2 separate regions of the Sus scrofa genome follow, and region 2 is linked to region 1. The links are chromatin contacts, called in public HiChIP or PLAC-seq maps. All regions are on one chromosome and are shown on one strand. The core of a region is the stretch at or near the end of the contact, and the rest is flanking DNA. Distances in the headings are between cores, read along the strand shown.

Region 1 (2,797 bases), core at 76-2,575:
CTAGATGTTATGTGGCAGTTGCTATTCAGGCGGACAGATTGGTGAGTCCCAGGCTGTAGGGATCTGAGTGGGCCCTCTTTGATCTGGTCTTACACCCAGGATGGGGGGACAGGAGTGGCTTGGGCAGAACGGCAGGCACAAGGGGAAGCAGGAAGGTAGCCAGCCTGGGAGCACCCTGGCTCCGGTCCCTCAATAAGCAGCATCCCCAGCCGAAGGTCCTAGCCCCTGGCCAGGACCACACGGGCCCCTCCCCCGGCCGCCTGGAAGGAAGGGTCACTTCGGGGCTCTGGGCAGCCTTCAGCTGGATGGTGAGTGGAGCTCCTCCCTCGAGACCCAGAGGCAGGGCCAGGAAGGAGGTGGGGATGCTTTCTGCTTCCGGGTCCCTGGGGGGCCCAGGGGCAGATTGAGACAGGCTCCTTGCAGGGAAGGTGTTAACAAACAGCAGGTGATTAAACATGACAAGCGGTGACATTTCTGTGCAGGGTTCTCAGTCCCGGCAATGCCAAGAATGAAGCTATAAAGCCTGACATTTTGTGTTATGCACTGAGAGGTTTTTAATAGACCTCTCTCCCTCTTCTCCAGTCAACTTCTCTTTCCCTCCTGCGCCTCCCCGCCCCGTCATCCCCACTGCCCCCACGTCAGCCTCCCGCCTCCTGTCGGACCTGGCCTCCAGGAGCCTCTCCCCTTCCCTCACCCGCAGGGCACTGGGCGGCGGCAGTGGCGGCAGCGGGGCCGGGCGTTCCGCTGCCCTCCAGAGTCTGTCCCTTTGCTTTGATCTCTCCTGTTGCCCTGGGTGTTCCCCCCCCCCCATCCTTCACTCCCTCACCTCCTTTTTTTGGGTCCTGATCTCACAGCCTCGCCCTTTGCTGCGGCTGTCCCAGTTGTCCGCCACGGCAGGTGGCCGTCCCCGTGCCCTCTGTGTGTTAATCACATTTTCAGACAGACTTGATAGTGGGTGTAGGGAGATCGCGGGGCTTGGGATGGGATCTTCCTCCATCTTTTTTTTCGATTTCCTTTTCTCCTTTTTGGGACAGTGACAAGAGTAGAGCGAGAGAATCACACTGTACTACAAACAGTTGCTGGATTTATTCAGCAAGGGCCTGGCCGGCAACAGTTGTTCCTCTCCCAGAGAAATGTGGGAACAACTGGGGCCTCTTTTGTTCTCCAGGCAGAGCCCTGTGAAGGGCATTTGGAGGTGAGCCCGAGGCTCAAGAGGGCCACAGACCCAAGAGAAGGGGTTTCAGCCTCAGTCCCGCCCAAGGAGTCCCCACCCTCCTAGGTAGGAAAGGCCCTGGAGCCACAGGGCTTGGTACAGAAGTCAGGCCACACCCCCGAGCCCAGCTCTTCCGCTAGTGAACTTCGTTCTCTGTCAGTAAAGATTTATCGGGTCAGGCGCTGGGCTTGAAGGGTGGTCCTGTCCCACTGCTAGATCTCGCAGTCGAGCAAGACAGAGGGTTGTTAGCACAGTTATTACAGAAGGGCTGTCTAAAGGAGCAGGGTGCGACAAGAGGACAGAGGAAGGGGGCCCTGCAGTTTGGGAGGCTTCCCGGAAGAAGTGAAATTTCAGCCAGGACCCCTGAGGGATGGATGCCCAGGAGCAGGGGTAGCCAGGCCCAAGTTGAAGGAGGAAGTGGGGGTGAGCGGCAGGTGCCCCCTGCTCCACGGGGGCTGGCTGGCAGCTGGAGATGGATGGGGAGCTCACTCACCCTGCTGTGGCTGTGCCCCTTCGAGCTCTGGGCAACTGACCCGGAACCTGCTCTTCCAACCACCCTTCTACCAACTCGACCTGTCTGTGCCAGGCGTGCGTCAGGGGCAGAGTCGGGGTTTGGCTCAGCTCTGCCCCAGGGGGAGGGACAGCGACCAGGAAGTCAAGTGCCATCAACGACTGGGGCTGCTCCTGCCTCTCCTGGTCCCCTCTGCCAATGACTCACTGAAGAGGGGGCAGGAGAGAGGATGCAGACTTGCCCAGAGGGTGGGGTGGCTGGAGGAGCAGGAGCCCAGGGGAGTCACACCCCACCCCCGCCCCTGCCACTTTATGTACACCAGGGAGCCCTCCTAGGACTCATAGTTGGCCTCACCTCTGCACCCTCAGTGGTGTGGAGGCTGCTTTGGTGCTGGTGTGTCTTCCCCATTAAAACCTCGGCTCCCCAGTACCTGAAACCATTCTCCCTGGGTCCCTAGGGCCAGCGGAGACCGTGCCCGTAGGTACTTGGGAGATGTTGGAGAAACTCAACCGACCCAGGAAGAGGAGGACTTGAGTTTAACCATGAGTCCAAGTCCCCCCAGGAGCCTGCAGACCAACCCTGAGTCCCTGGTGTCCAGGAAGACTGGCTCCTGAGGCCCAGGTTCAGCTACCTCTCCCCACGCCAGGGTCCTTCAGCCTTTGCCGTGGGGCAGCCCTAAAGCCTGCTTACGGGAGGAACCTCACCAATCCTTTAGGATGCTTCCAGCGGTCAGGCCCGGGACACCCTGCCTGCATCCGGGTTCCCTGAGAAGGAGGACCTATTTGGCTTCCTGTCCCCATAAAGGGTCCAGGGCTGGATTCAGCCATAACTCCCCTTCGCCACCCCATCCCGGGCCTGCCTTTCTGCCAGGTTTGGCCTGGGTCCCACATGCTAGCCCTCGTCATCCAATTTCCACAGTCCAGAAAGGGCCCTTGGCAGCTCAGAGGGCGGGGCAGGCTGAAAGGGGAGGTGAGGGGAGTCCCAGAGCGAGGACTTGGCCCTCTGCCCCTGTAGATCCGGAGCCAGGTTTTCCTGTAATCCCCACATCCTGTTGCAGATCCTTAATCAGCTGG
Region 2 (2,797 bases), core at 207-2,706, 160 kb before region 1:
GAGGAGAGAGGGAAGGAGAGAAAGACCCAAAGGGACAGATTTATCTAGAACAAGGTAGGGAGAGAGAGCAGAGAAAGAAGAAGGCAAACAGAAACAGACTGACTCAGAGACACAGAGAGGAAGGAGAGTGATTAGGAGTCTCTGAGACAGAGAGAGACACACACGGCGGGAAACTGAGGCAAAGGCTAGGGGGAGAGGCCCGCAGGGAGCCTGTGTATGTACAAGGCGGGCTGAGAGTTGCTGTGCACGTCGGGTCCAGGAGTGGCTGGGCACGCTGCTGGGCACGCAGTCATTTGGCCAACCCTGGCTGAATTTGAGGGAAAATGGAGAGGCAGGGGCAGGCGTTTGGCGTCCAAGGGAACTCGTGTCCTCTCATGTGACTATATGTTCGCAAGTGTCTGTGATCACATGTGTGGCGTGTGCGTGCGTGTTAGTGTGTGAGGGTGTGCAGGAGGGCAGGCTTCACTCCCCCCCTCAGCTGTCCCCACGCCCCCTCGGTGAGGAATCCGTGTGTGGACGGCCCGGCTGGTGGGCTGCAGGGCCAGGATGGGTGGGCAGCCTGACACACGACCTCACCCGGGTCGTGGGGCGGGGGGTGGCCAGGGAGCTGTCAGCGGCCAAGAACGGGGCGAGCAGCGAAAGTGAGCCATAAAAGGGCCACTTCTCCCGGCCGCTGTTCACTTGACACTCTCTAACCCAGAAGCCACCTGTTCAGCCATCAGTCACCCAAGGAAAACACAGCTTTCCTGAAACTGGGAATTGGACAGGCCAGGGAGTGGGTGACCATGGTGCGGGGGCGGGGAGGGGGGCAGAATACCTGCCCTCTGCCACTTCCAAGTGAGCCCCAGGCCCATCCCTAGGTAGGGCAGGGGCAGGCTGGAAGGTTGCCTCTGGCCACAGAGAGAAAAAAAATAAAAACAAAAAACTAACAACCCCCCCAATTGGGCACCAGCATAGCAATTTGGGGGTTCAGGGAAGTTGGGGACCCAGAGGTGCTCACCTTGGGGTGATGAAGGAACAGCGCTTGCCGGGATGGCTTAGCAAGAGCTGCACCCTGGACGAGCTACCGCGTGGGCTGGGTCCCTGGGTCGGGACGGGCAAGGGCGGGCGTGGGGTGGGGGTGGCACGGAGGGAGGCCGGGAGGCCGGGCCTTGGGGGGGCGGGCAGGGCTGCTGGGGCCAGGGAGGGACCTGGCTTGGAGGCAGGCCTGGGGCTCTGCCCGGCGGCAGTGCCCGGAGCAGGAGAGGCCCCGCCGTGCCCCGCCGTGCCCCGCCTCTGGTGGCTTGTTAATTTCATCGTTTAGCCCGTTTATGGAGTTCCCAGTTGCTGTTGCTTTTATAAACAAGCATTTTGGTGACCTTCCCCTCCGGACATCAGCTCCGCAAGAATCCCGAGCCCTGAACATTTATAAATAAGCCTTCTCTCAAGTTCCACAACAGGTGTGACCTCCCCCCCGCCCCCCTCCTCTGTCCTGTCCGAAAACTGAACAGTTTCAACAAGCAAAGGGAGGCCGCCCGGCCTGTCTTAAAGGGGTCGAGTGGAGGCCACAGGGCGCATGGCTGTGGCGGGGGGCGGTCTGCCTCCTCTTCCTCCACCTCCCCCAGGCAGAGGGTCCCCAAGGAAAGGGCCAGGCTGGTGGGCAGCTGAACCCCTGACCCCACTTTGCTGAACACCGGGCCAGAGGCTATGGTCTGAGCGGGCTTCCCAGCTGACCGAGTATATTCCCGGCCAGGGAAGTTTTACCACAGTCGCCCCATTGCCCTCCCCAGTCCACAGGCAGCTCCCCCCATTTCTCCCCTCCTTGGCCCCACCCTGAGGAAGAGAGAACATCCCCCCCTCTTCTTTCCTGCCAAAAGCTCTCTGATTCATGATTTGCAACATTTCCTACGTTTGTTTAACAAGCCTTCATCGAATTCAACAAATATTTCTTGAGCTCCCACTCGGCGCCAGGCTCTGCGCCAGGAATATAAAGCTAAGGACTCAGCCCTGCCCCCAAGGAGCTCACCATCTAGAGGGCAGGCGGGAGAGCAATAAGACTGGTGAACCGCCCAGGGCCTGACCTAAGGGAGCGGAATGGGTCCTGGGAGCAGAGAAGGGGATCCCAACCCAGACTTGAGGGTGAGATGCTTCCTGGGGGAGGGGGGCTGGTTCTTGAGTTAAGTCATCACCGTGGAGGTGTCAGGGGGAAAAACACTCCAAGCAAAGGAATCTGACGGGGCAGGGTCACAGGGGCAAAGAAGCCTGGGATGAGGCCGGCCATGATGGTCGTCATGGTGATCACGGGTGCTGGTCCAGGGGATGGTTGTCATGGTGATACCTGAGTCAAACCGCAAGGGGGTTTTTCTCCGTGTAGACCAAGGCAGGAAGGTGGTATTTCCTAATCTTCTCTGTAAGGGGCTGTCAAGTTCATAACTCTGTTCTATGTGTCAAGAGTGATGATCAGGGAGTTCCCATTGTGGCTCGGCAGGTTAAGAACCTGACGTAGTGTCCATGAGGATGTAGGTTCGACCCTTGGCCTCGCTCAGTGGGTTAAGGGTCCAGCATTGCCGCAGACGGCGGTATAGATCACAGGTGTGGGTCGGATCTGGCATTGGTGTGGCCGAAGCTCTAAGTCGACTCCTAGCCTGGGAAGTTCCATGTGCCACAGATGCGGCCCTAAAAAGAAAAAAAAAAAAAAGAGTGATGATCAAGGTAAGAAAGGAAACAGAACAAGAGGCGTTCCCATCGTGGCGCAGCAGAAACCTATCCGACTGGGAGCCCTGAGGGTGGGTTCAATCCCTGGCCTCGCTCAGTGGGT

The links. HiChIP or PLAC-seq counts read pairs in DNA pulled down with a chosen protein or histone mark.
Region 2: a contact with region 1 is called in an H3K27ac HiChIP or PLAC-seq map of skeletal muscle. The contact joins two enhancer-like sites. A contact is called at or near these places in 5 of 47 Hi-C or Micro-C datasets (heart right ventricle, liver, omental adipose tissue and 1 more) and 1 of 2 datasets of contacts at active chromatin or transcription factors (skeletal muscle).

Annotation. Positions count from the first base shown.
Region 1 is chr6:70,919,004-70,921,800 of Sscrofa11.1, reverse strand. The region is part of intron 4 of CASZ1 (zinc finger protein castor homolog 1); the gene reads left to right. Among named protein-coding and RNA genes, the nearest start is that of CASZ1, 110 kb to the left of the region's middle. Within about 2 kb of position 1,325, at least 18 of the 83 cell types and tissues checked have an H3K27ac peak or open chromatin away from gene starts, as enhancers often do. A contact at or near this core is called in skeletal muscle, where this site is marked.
Region 2 is chr6:71,081,775-71,084,571 of Sscrofa11.1, reverse strand. No RefSeq gene overlaps it. Among named protein-coding and RNA genes, the nearest start is that of MIR9861, 20 kb to the right of the region's middle. Within about 2 kb of position 1,456, at least 3 of the 83 cell types and tissues checked have an H3K27ac peak or open chromatin away from gene starts, as enhancers often do. A contact at or near this core is called in skeletal muscle, where this site is marked.